2 separate regions of the Capra hircus genome follow, and region 2 is linked to region 1. Evidence: chromatin contacts called from public Hi-C data. All regions are on one chromosome and are shown on one strand. Each heading gives the region's core, a stretch centred on a gene start, on an enhancer-like site or on the middle of the called end of the contact. The rest is flanking DNA. Distances are from core to core; before and after follow the strand shown.

Region 1 (6,273 bases), core at 2,251-4,750:
ACAGGCTGGTATAAAGACTTACATGAGACATGGAAAACCACTGAAGAGCTCAACCAGAGGAGTGATGTGATAGCTTTTACAATGATTAGTCTGACTGCCATGTGGGGATTATGCTGTAAAGGAGCAAGTGCAGACACAGGGAGACCAAGTAGAAAGTAACTGCAATAGTACCAGAGAGAAATGATGATGGCTTGGATCAGATAGAAGTAGTGGAAGTGGTGAGAAATGGTCAAATTATGTACATTTTTAAACAGTAGAGCCAGCAGAATTTGCTGGTGGATTATAGAATATGATAAAAAAAAAAAAAAAGTTAAGTGGGAGGTGAGAGGGGGATTCAGGATTGGGAGCTCGTATACACCCGTGGTGGATTCATGTCAATGTATGGCAAAACCAATACAGTATTGTAAAGTAAAATAAAGTAAAAATAAAATTTTTAAAAATAATAAATAAATAAATTTTAAAAACGAAAAAAAAAAAGTTAAGGATGACCCCAAAATTTTTGACCAGATTGATACATGCTCTGCTATAAAAAGAGAAATTGCTGTGGTCTAGTGGTTAAGAATTCATCCGCCAGTGAAGGAGACATGGTTTCAGTCCCCGATCAGGGAAGATCCCACACTCCATGGAGCAACTAAGCTCCTGTGCCACAACTACCAAGCCTGCGCTCTAGAGCCTGGGAGCCACAACTATTGAGCCCATGTGTTGCAACTACTGAAGCCTGCCTGCCCTAGAGGCCGTACTCCTCATCAAGAGAAGCTGCCACAGTGAGAAGCCTGCGCACCACAACTAGAAAAAAGCCCAGACAGCAATGAAGACCCAGCACAGCCAAAAATAAATAAATAAAATTAGTTTCGTAAAAATAAGAGAAATTGCTGTTACTAAACGGGAAAATTTAGAGATGCCAAAGGTCACAAATCTCCTTCCATTGTTAGCTCTGTGGTGAGTGTTTCTAGTCTGTCCTTTTAGAGGCCCAGCAGCAATCAGTCAGTAGTTTGTCCGTCTGTCAGTTCCTCAGACTCAGTGTTGGTGCCCATCCCTGTGATCAGTAGGATATCACGGAGAAGAAAGCATGGTGTGGACCAACATGCTTTTGATCTAGTGTGGGAAAGGCCTTGAAAACCTTAGAAACTCTCAGTAGATACAAACAAATGAAGTTCATCCGAACTCTTTTAGAGCTGGAAAGCTAGAGTTGGATTTGGGCGTCCCTTGTCTGAGACATACCACTTTTGGAGACCAAAGCCAGGAAACGTGCTCTGAAAGCAAGGGAGAGGGAAAAGTGTGTTGAGAAACAGAGGGTTTAGAAGTGGCACAAAGCTTCATGTACGACTTAGTCAGTCTTTTCCCTCTTTGATTCCTTATATTCTGTTTCTAAATTTGATGTCAGTGTGTGATTGAAGAAGTGTGTCTGTTGAAGGGCAGAAGGTCGTGAGTTTTATGCCATTGAGGCCCTCGTGCCAGGACAGAGCCAGCTTACTAAAGAGGATACTAAGGTGCCAGTCAAGTTGTTGGGTACCACTAAATGCTGGGAAGGATTGAAGGCAGGAGGAGAAGGGGGTGACAGAGGATGATGGTTGGATGGCATCGACTCAATGGATATGAGTTGAGCAAACTGTAGGAGATAGTGAGGGACAGGGAAGCCTGGTGTGCTGCAATCCATGGGGTCACAAAGAGTCAGATATGACTGAGCTACTGATCAACAACAAAATGCCATGAGTCTCTTCCTTTCCCTCTCTCACTGATATCTCTGTTCGAAGCTGTTAGGGGCCACAGCCATAGAAGACAAGCTGCAGGATGGAGTACCTGAGACGATCCTCACTCTGAACAAAGCCAAAATTAAAATTTGGGTTTTAACTGGAGACAAGCAAGGTAAGGGGAGTTCCTTGCCTGACCAATGCTACAGCCTAAATATATCTCAGTCCCCCATAAAATCTAGCATAGAAATGGGCACAGTACTATTCAAGGAAGTATATCCAGATTGCCTGGAGAAGTGAGTACAGACTGGAATTGCTTTAAGTAATAAGGAAAGCTTCCTAGAGGAAGCTAAGCCAGAATGATCCTAGTTATTGATTGATAACTTACAAGTCTGTCCTGTGGATGTTTGAATATAGTCTCTACTGACTCATGAAAAACACGTTCAAATGCATCCATGGCAAATGAGGACACATGGGGTCTGCAGCCCGTGTGTCTGCACCTTATGCCTGTGAACTGTAAAGACCCTGTCCCAGCCGAATGCGACCTGTGTTCCCCCTTGCCCTGCAGAGACTGCTGTGAACATTGCCTATGCCTGTAACATATTCGAGGATGAGATGGATGAGATATTTATCGTGGAAGGCAACAATGGTGAGACTGTTGGAGGAGAACTCAGGTATGAGGGACGAACTGCCACAGCCTGTCACTGGAACCAAGATTTCCCACCCATCTCTTCCCTCAGTATGCCTCCCACAGTACCAGAAGGGACAGAGAAGAAGTGGGGGAGGGCAAAACAAAAATCCTAAAATATCTGAGAGAATTTTGTGAAGAAGCATTAGAGCTCAAGGAGTCCGCGGAAGTGGAGAAGTGTCATGTGTAGATAACACGCAAGGCGGGGGCAGGTCTCAGAAGATGGTTGCGTCTGAGGCCCTGGGAGGTACTCTGCAGAGGTTCTGCATCCATCTGGCCCATTTTCACTTTGGGACACCTTTTCCTTCCTAAGCTCTAGGGCTTCTGGTCAGACATTAATCATCACTCTTGACTTACAGGTCAGCAAGGGAAAAGATGAAACCTGGCTCTCTATTGGAATCAGACCCCGTAAACAGTTACCTCACCACAAAGCCCCAGCCACCCTTCAAAATACCTGAGGAGGTGCCCAGTGGCAGCTATGGCTTAATCATCAATGGCTACAGTCTGGTGGGCAACACAGATCTACAACTCTGTTCTCTTCTTCCAAGGAGCTCTTTTCCTAGGTCCAACCCACTTCAGGGAAATTTCAAGATCCTTTTGCTATTCCTTGAGTTACCCTAGTCCCCCTCCCTGTGAGACACCTTTCCCTGGCCTTCTCTAGGCAGGAGTAATGAGGAAAGAGAAGCCAAGGGCTTATTCCTTCCTTCTCCAAATTCTTCACTGCTGGTGTGGCCCATTACTTGAGGAAGGGGGGAAGTGAGCAGAACCAGGTCCTCCAAAAGGTCTCTGGGCCTTATAACCCAGTCAACCAATTTGACCCAGTGAGAGACTCTCATGGTTTCCCACTGGAAGCTGGGTCAGGATGCCTAGAACTGACTTGGGGGCTTGGCTTCACTGGGAATGGAGCATCTTGGGAGCAGCTCTGCCTGAGAGGGGAGAATGGAGGGGAAAGAGAGGGCCGAGGAAGGTTCTGTCCCAAGAGCTTTTGGGGCAGCCTGGAATGTAGATGTGTCCTGGCGCTGCAGGCCCACGCTCTAGAAGGAAACCTGGAGTTGGAACTGCTGCGGACGGCGTGCATGTGCAAGGGGGTGATCTGCTGCCGGATGACGCCCCTCCAGAAGGCCCAGGTGGTAGAACTGGTGAAGAAGTACAAGAAGGTGGTGACGCTGGCCATCGGGGATGGGGCCAATGACGTCAGCATGATCAAAGGCATGTGAGGGCTCGGGGGCAGTAGTGCCTAGCCATGGGCTCACCCTTTCCTTCTTCCATGGGCAAAACAGATGTGCATGGCACTGTGCTTCTGGTTCATTCTCCTGCATATCTCCTGTATGTATTGTACATTTATACTGTTTTGCAACTTCATTCATGTTCCTCGGCACCTGAGTACCCACTTATTTATACAGCATTACATACAGTCGTGCACACACATTCAGACTCATGCATGTAACTCATGCACTCAGATACCCACGGCTCCAACAAGAACACAAGCACATACTCAGAGAACAAGCTGTGCAACCACAACACCCATCTTGTTGAGATGGCATCAAAGCCCACAGAAAGGACCGTGGGACCGGAGTCATGGTTGGTTCCTTTCTTGAAGGCTGTAGAGTTGAGCAATGTTAGGCAGACAGCAGGGCTGCCCAACCAGGGAATTAGCTGTGCAGCCTGATCCAGGGATCTTTTCCTCTCTGAGGCATTATTCCCAAGAGCTTTCCCTGACTCCCCTGGCTGGAGAAGAATAGCAAACTTTCTGATGCTTCAGAGTAATAGAAGCAAATGGCTGAAACTGGTGTTAATTTCAGCTGAACGCTGTTAGCCTCCAGCAGCTTATAGTTCTGTGAGCTGTGATCACACCTAGGGGTCCTCTAGCCCAACCTCTCTCCCATACTGAAGACACTAGCATATATGCCAGCCTCAGTTTCAACACTAGGAAGTGTTCTTGCTCTCTTTCTCCAGTTTCTAGAACTTCTTTAACTTTTAGGGCCTCAGAGGTTTTAGTTATTCTGTTAAGCAGTGTAATAGGTATGTACCAGAAGATCAAAGAATTTAATCTATACTACCACAGGCCAATTAAAACTTTTAGAAATTTAGGTCTTATCTTCCATCAAGCATAAAAGTGAAAGTGTTAGTTGCTCGACGTGTCTGACTCTATGCAACCCCATGACCTGTAGCTCACTAGGCTCCTCTGTCCGTGGAATTCTGTAAGCAAGAATACTGGAGTGCATAGCCATTCCCTTCTCCAGGGAATCTTCCTGACCCAGGGATTGAACCCGAGTCTCCCTTGCTTTATCCAGAAAAAGACACCTTAAGCTTCCTGAAGAACTAATTTCTTGCTAACAAAGTATGTCCATCACTGTTCTCCCAACAGTTGAAGTTTAGCTCCTTAGATAAACTTAGATAAATAAACAATGTGTTAGGTTGATATCCATCCTGAATCTTTAAGTGGCCTCAGGAGATAACAAGAAATTTGTTACCTGAGGATCTTGGCAGTAGGGGAGAGCCCAGATGGCTATAGTAAGTACGAAGACCATCAAGGACAGACATCTACAATAATGCTAGCCATACCTGGTAATCTCGAGGGGCAGCATCCAAAACAAAGCGTGAATGAAGGGGCTGTTTTCTGACTTGTGGGGGAAGGGAAATCCACTAAGGAGAAAAGACTCCGTTAAGTAAATACCGCTTCAGCTGGGCCTACCAGTGTTTTTCAGGTGTAAAATAAGAGGTACATGAAACCCGATCTCAGCCTTAATCGCACACTTCCCAGGCGGGGAGCCCAGAGAGCAAACTCTTAGGCTGAGAATTTGCCGGGGTTCCTTTGCAGCTGCCCACATTGGGGTCGGCATCAGTGGCCAGGAGGGGATGCAGGCCATGCTCAGCAGCGACTACGCCTTCTCCCAGTTTCGCTATCTTCAGCGTCTGCTCCTGGTTCATGGCCGCTGGTCCTATAATCGCATGTGCAAGTTTCTAAGCTACTTCTTTTACAAAAACTTTGCCTTCACGCTGGTGCACGTCTGGTATGCCTTCTACAGTGGGTTCTCTGCACAGGTAAGTGCTCAAATGGCATTCTCTACTCTGTTCAAGTGGGTCTTCTCTAATCTTCCTCCACCTCAGCCAGTTCAGACCCTTTTTCCCTTCTGGAGACCTGTGTATGACATGGCACCATCCATCCTTTATACTCCTCACCCATGATGATCCCATCTCCTAATCCTGCACTTAACCTTAGACTTCTAAACTCTGTCCTGGCTCTGACTCAGCCTTGACTTCTACCCACAGAACTCTCCCAGAAGATATTTTCATCTTTCCCATGACATAGAGACCTAGAATTTCCAAACATATGTAATGGAGATGGGGGTGGTGGGGGTGAGATTCCTGGATCTGAGAGTTTTTTAGGATCCAGAGTAATCTTTATGGAACAGGCTAAGCGTCAGGAGGCCTTTGGGTCTTGCCAGACATGCCAGTTCTGGCATTTACCTGTAGCCACACTTGGAAACACAGCTTCTCTTTACTTCTCCTTCCTCACCCAGACATACCACCCTGCCAAACACTGTTGTTGCTCTAATGAGTGTGAAATCTCCACAGAAGTGGGGAGAAGCAGCCCTTGGATGTTGATGTTCTATGAGAATTCCTTTTTCCTATAAATAGTTTCTCAGGATTCCCAAAGAGAAACAACCTCTGGAACGATCATCTTGGGAGATCCCTATTACCTTTGTGACCTTAGGCTCCAGGAAAACAGACCAGTCAGCAGACAATAGTGAGCTTGTCTGCCCCTAGTGTCTAGTAACATCAGTCTGGCTTGTGGGAGGTGTATGTATATGTACATGTTACTGCTGACCTCTTGTGGCTAGGAAAGAAAGTAGCCTACTGTAGGCTCATGGGTCTGTTCTGCTTGCCAGT
Region 2 (6,513 bases), core at 163-2,662, 87 kb after region 1:
GGTGGGCGGGGGGCCAGGCGAGGCCAGGAGAGCCTCGAAGTAGCTGCCCAGTCATCTCTCCGTAGGTCTGGCCCATGCTGAACCGAAGTAGTGGGCAGTGTCCAGTGTACCTGCAGCACAAGTCTCACCTGCTCACCTCCAGAGTCCCCCTGCCTCACCATCCCCAGACAGAGGAGCAGAGACCGCTGAGCCCCTGATCATTTCTGGACTCTGCTGTGTGTATATTTGGAGCAGGCATTTCTTAGTACTGTGTCTGGGTTTTCAACCTTCCCCTCGGCTGTTACCCTGTTGCCATGGAGAGTACAACACAAAGCTTCACAGCAGGCCCGGTTCCTACTATTCCTTTGCTTTTCCTTTTCCATGCAACATCATAGATAACCCATCCATAAGCCGCCCATACCACAATGTCCACTTGGCCCCCAAGGCCGAGGTGGCACAACTCTATATCCTTATTACCTCTCCTCCCAGAAGCAAACGGGTATGCTCTTACCCTGGGATATAATGAGGGTTCTGGGGGTTCAGTCCTGGTATGAAGGTGCTGGCCATAGCCATGGGGACCCTGGCAGTTCCTTTTGTTTCTCCTTGAGCTCAGCCTCTGGGCTGTGTGTACTAACTGTGTCCAGGGCTGGGAGGCTGAGCCAGCGGCAGGAGGCGGGGCTCAGAGGGGAGAGGGGGCGGGAGCCCTGGTGTGATGACGGCCAGGGCCAAGACCAGCAGACCAGGAGAGCAGAGGCTCGCTGGTCTGTCTGCTCCTGAACAAATGCAGTCCTGCCACCTGGGGGCAGGGAGAAGGCTGAGTACAGACAGCCTCCCCGCTGCAGGACGGAAGGAAGCCCTTGAGTGGGAGGCAGGGGAGCAAAACCTGATAGATCCATTGCGCCATTCCTAAGCCCCTCTCTGAGCACCTGTCTGAGGAGATGTGGATTCTCCTCTCTCTCAGTCTTGGTGGAAGGTGATTTCCTAGGAAAGCCCAGAGGGGAGGTGATAGGGGATAAAGGAACCAAAAGACCTCTAAGCAGTGACATTTAGTACCTCTGAAGCCTCCTATCCTCATTTATAAAATGCAGGTACTACTACTCACCCTGCCACTGTTGCGAGCCTCAGATTAATGTATACAAACATGCTTTGTAACAATAAAAACCATGAAGCCAGAGTGGTGGGGTAGGAGAAAGGGCATAGGTGTGAGGTCAGGCAGCCACGAGCTCCTAATAGTTAGCGGCCTTTAACTGTAAGCAGGTGGCTCCCTCTGAACCTAAAATCCCTAAACTCTTAACAGGAAAGCAAAAATAGTCTAGCCTACCAAGATGCTGTTAAGAATACAGTCAGTCACCGCGGCACTGTTGACAATAGCCAGGACATGGAAGCAACCTAGATGTCCATCAGCAGATGAATGGATAAGACAGCTGTGGTACACACACATGATGGAATATTACTCAGCCATAAAAAAGAATGCATTTGAATCAGTTCTAATGAGGTGGATGAAACTGGAGTCTATTATACAGAGTAAAGTCAGTCAGAAAGAAAAATACTGATACAGTGTACTAACACATATATATGGAATTCAGAAAGATGGTAATGATGACCCTATGAGAGAGCAAAAGACACAGATGTAAAGAACAGTCTTTTGGACTCTGTGGGAGAAGGTGAAGGTGGGATGATTTGAGAGAATAGCACTGAAACATGTATATTATCATATGTGAAATAGATCGCCAGTCCAGGTTTGATGCATGAGACAGGGTGCTCAGGGTTGGTGCACCGGGATGACCCTGAGGGATGGGATGGGGAGGGAAGTAGGAGGGGGGCTCAGGTTGGGGAACACATGTACACCCGTGGCTGATTCATGTCAATGTATGGTAAAAACCACTACAATATTGTAAAGTAATGAGCCTCCAATTAAATTAATTTAAAAAAAAGAACACAGATAGTGTGTGTGAAAAGACTTACCCCATCACCTGGCACACAGCTTCTAAAACTTAATTTCATTTCCAATTGTTTAGTATTATCTCTAAATTTCTAATACAAAGGGGAGATCAGTGAATGGTTAGTAAATTCAGTGGATACAGGTTTCCTCAATGTGGGAGTTCAGGGGAAGGAGATATGAAGGTAATGTTAAAACTAGGAGGCAAATTAGAATTTGTTACCAAAACCATTCAGATTCTAAGAGAAGTATAGACCAAGAAAAAGAGATCTGGGGGATGCTACCTTTCCAGAAGGCAGAACCTCTGCCCTCCTCCCCTCCCTGCCCCCACGGCCAGTGCCAGGGCTGACGAAGCACGTGTCACTGACTTCTTCGGCTTGCACAAGAGCACTGGGCACCAAAGAATAAATTTCACGTTCCTCACTGTTCTGCCAAGGACAACCTTGGTATGTGTCATGAGAGCTAGAACTGTAGGGGGCGTGGCTCACAGGAAGTATGCTGGAGTGAGGGAGGGAGCTGAAGGCAGAGCCTAGAATAGCAGAAGTATGTCAAGGCTAACAACCTGGATTCTGTAACAGACACTGTTGGTTGCACACTTCATACCTATTCCCTACCCCCATCTCCCTTCTTCCTAACAGGACTTCAATTTTGTTCTGCCAAGCAGTCAGGAGCTTCAGGGAAGCTCAGAACCAGCCATAGGAATGCGTCTTGATTAGTCTAAGCCCATCATAGTGGTCCCGTTTCCCTTGCCAATGACTGGTTAGGTTTGGGCTTGTGGCAATCTGAACAATATGAGAGCAAGTCTGCTGGGATGAAGGAGGGTCCTAGGGAAAGTTTCTTTGCTCTTAAAAAAGATGCACAACAAATTAGAGAAAGAGAGATGGACAAAAAGGAATGTCTTTTCCTGCCTTGAGAAATTCTGTGAATATGATGTTGGAACTTTGGCAGGAATCATAAATCTTGCGGAAAGCTAAGCTAACCTCCAGATAAAGCCTTAATCCATCCAGGGTGGATGGTAGAATAGAAAGGCCTAGATCCTTGATGGTAATGTAGAGTCTCAGAATTAACCATCCTTCTTATGAAGTGATTTCATTATTGTTAAGGCCACTTCCAACTTCTCTTTCACTTAGAGTCAAAGGTATCATAATATAAAACAAAACGAAAACACTAGTTCAAATCCTAGTCACTAGAGATACAGACCCTGGCTAAATTCATTTCATCAGACCCCAGTATTCTCATCTATAAAATGGTAAGCTAATGTTACTACCTCATTGAGTAGGATAAGGTAGCTGAATCATGCATAATGAAGAAGAATCAGCAAAAGAGCCCCAGAAGGAACCAATAAAATAGGAGAATCAAAAAACTAAAGGAAGGGGAATTCCCTGGTGGTCCAGTGATTAGGATTCTGAGCTCTCACTGCTAAGGGCTTGGGTTCTACCCCTGGTTGAGGGGCTAAGATCATGCAAGTGCACCCCCTACCCCCACAAAAAAAAAAAAAAGGAACTAAATGAAGAAAGTAATTCAAGATGTGATAATGGTATTATGGTTACATAGAAAATTACCTTGGAAGATAACACTAATGAAGTGTCATAATGCCTGCAATGTACTTTCAAATGGTACAATAAAAAATCATACTAAATAGTACAGTATAACCATACTATATCAAATACCACACCATACAATTTTTTATCAGAGAGAGACAGAACAAACATAACAAAATAACAATTGTTGAATTGAGCTGAGGGTTATTCAGTTATTCAGACTTTCCTGGTGGCTCAGCGGTAAAGAATCCACTTGCAATGCAGAAGTTGCTGGAGACGCAGGTTTGATCCCTGGGTTGGGAAGGTCCCCTGGAGGAGGGCATGGCAACACACTCCAGTATTCTTGACCGAAGAATCCCCATGGACAGAGGAACCTGGCAGGCTACAGTCCATGGGGTAGAAAAGAGTCAGACACGACTGAAGCAACTTAGCATGCACATACAGATGTTCACTGTGTATTCCTTCAGCTTTTCTGCATGTTTGGAATTTTTTCAAAATAAAGAGATAGTGGAAGAGACTATTTTAAAAGGAATAGGATATGAATATATCCATTTAACTGCTCTTCCTAAGGGTCACACAAAAATTACCCATATTGAGGTTTCTAAATACCATTTCCAATGAAAAGGAATCATGAATCACTGGAAAAAATAACTGATAGCAGCTCCAGTCTAGCAATTCACAAAATGAGACTAGAACATTTTATTATATCAAAGAGCAAGAAACCTTAAGAGTCATGTCAAAAGGACTCAGAAGCCAGCTTGAATGTGTCCAGTGGCCAAAATAGGACAGTTTAAAACTCAAAAACTTTTTTTAATTGCCAGTGATTAAGACATATCATATATGTATTAAATTATGAGTTTATGATGATACTACAAAAAACACCTCATTGGCCACTGTTGGAGGATGCTAGAGAACCAACTCACTACTTTAAAAGCTGGTAAAATAAAACAGAAACAAGCTTTTTTATTTTTTTATTTTTTTTGCCTTTCCCATATGAATATGTCTCTGAGTAACAAGTAGTTTAATAAGGAAAAGTTCTCAATCAGGAACAATTTTGCCCCCAGGGGGACAATGTCTAAATGACATTTTAGTGATTACAACTGGAGGAACTGCTACTGACATTCAGTGGGTCGAGGACAGGGATGCTGCTAAACATCCCTACAATGCACCAGGACAGCCTCCTACTATAAAGAACCTCTACAGTCCAAAATGTCAATAACAGCAATTTTCCTCCAATTAAAAAATAAACTAATTTTTTAAAATATCAATAGTGCCACATTTGAGAAACCCATCACAAAGACCACCACTGTATCTGTGTGTCTGCTCAGTCACTCAGTCAAGTCTGTCTCTTTGGGACCCCATGGACTGTAGCCCGCCAGGCTCCTCTGTCCTTGGGATTCTCCAGGCACGAATTCTAGAGTGGGTTGCCATGCCCTCCTCCAGGGGATCTTCCCAATCCAGAGATCAAACCCAGGTCTCCCACATTGCAGGCAATTCTTTACCATCCGAGCCACGAGGGAAGTCCAACACTGTATATACATCATGATAAAAGTGTTAAAACCACCTACAAATTAGTTTTGCCAAAATAATAAAATATAAATCTAATTGTCTCTACACCTTTACTGGAAATACAGGGGACTGAAGAACATGCTAAAAGCTTAGCAAAATTCAGATTCTGAGAAACTCCATAAGGACAAATGACCCGGTTTCTTAAAAAAAATGGAGGAGGGGAGATAATGGACGGAGTTAAAGGTTTAAGAGACATCAGCCTCAAAGTATGGACCTTATTTAGATTTTGATTCAAATTAACAATTTGGGGAACTTCCCTGGTGGTCCAGTGGCTAAGACTCTGCACTCCCAATGCAGGGGGCCCAAGTTTGATTCCTAATCAAGGAACTAGATTCCACATGCTGCAACTAAAAACACGGCACACCTCAATGAAGACTGAAGATCCTGAGTGCCACAACCAAGACCTGGCACAGCCAAATAAATAAATATTTTTTTAAAAAAACTAAAGTAATTCAATGAGGAAAATATGAAAAGCTAGATGCTTGATGGTATTAAGTAATTTTTTTTTTAAGTATGACATAGTACTGTGATTTTGTTTTAAAGAAGAATCCTTATCTTTTAGAGGTAACACACTGAAATATTTATTGATAAAAAGACAATGTCAGAAATATGCACCAAATAACTAGGTGGGGGAGAAAAGCAGTAGTATAGATAAAACAAGATTGTCCATGAACTGATTACTGGAGAATCACCGGCATAGAAGATACAAAAAAGCAGATATTTTCACTTCTACCCAGTCATTTATGGCAACAGTATAACTGAGGCATGGGTAAGTGATTTTGAACAATGTTTCGCCAACAAAATGGTCTTACCCAAGGTAAATAAGGGTTCATTGTTCTATTCCTTCTTTTTTTTCACATTTGAATTTTCCACCTTAAAAAGTTTGAAAAATGACAACAAAAGGATCTTCTAGCAGCCCAGTTCAAGGAACATTTCAAGCTCATCTTAGCACACCTCTCTGCACTATTTAATACTGTTCATTATTCCACTTTTCCTAAACTCTCCATTCCTTGGATTCCACTTGCCACTATTTGTTATATCATTGTCAGTGAAAAGTATTCAGATATTTAGATGAATACACAGATATAGTGCTAGCTCAGTCACAGACTGGAGTTTCATATTATAATGTAAATATATGTCAGCTCTATTCTAAACAGCTTTATTATGACTTTAATTAAATAAAAAAGGCAAAATGTGTTTGTGTATACCCTATGTGTACTTCTTAAAATAGGTAAAGGTCCTGACCCTTTTATACAGAAGTTTGAAACTGAAGGTGGCTCAGATGGTAAAGAATTCGCCTGCAGTATGGGAGACCTGGGTTCGATTCCTAGGTTGGGAAGATCCCCTGGAGAAAAGGAACAGCTACCCACTCCAGTATTCTGGCCTGAAGAATTCTATGGACAGAGGATCCTGGCAGGCTAAAGTCCATGGGGTCGCAAGGCAACTTTCAGTTTCACTTGAATTTGAAATTACATTATAAACACT

What was found. Hi-C and Micro-C count contacts between places; a contact is called where the count stands out from the background.
Region 2: a Hi-C map of liver shows a contact between it and region 1, with 3 times the contacts expected there. The contact joins the promoter of FAM166B here to the enhancer-like site in region 1. A contact is called at or near these places in 2 of 5 Hi-C or Micro-C datasets (blood and liver).

The regions. Positions count from the first base shown.
Region 1 is chr8:59,510,626-59,516,898 of ARS1.2, forward strand. LOC102178625 (phospholipid-transporting ATPase FetA) reads left to right here. Exons shown (of 26, transcript XM_018052119.1): 17 at 1,755-1,866; 18 at 2,260-2,365; 19 at 2,739-2,886; 20 at 3,405-3,588; 21 at 5,201-5,424. Among named protein-coding and RNA genes, the nearest start is that of RUSC2, 21 kb to the right of the region's middle. Within about 2 kb of position 3,501, at least 1 of the 5 cell types and tissues checked has an H3K27ac peak or open chromatin away from gene starts, as enhancers often do.
Region 2 is chr8:59,599,423-59,605,935 of ARS1.2, forward strand. It overlaps FAM166B (protein FAM166B), which reads right to left and starts at 1,413. Exons shown (of 6, transcript XM_005683833.3): 1 at 491-1,413; 2 at 1-110. The coding sequence starts at 552.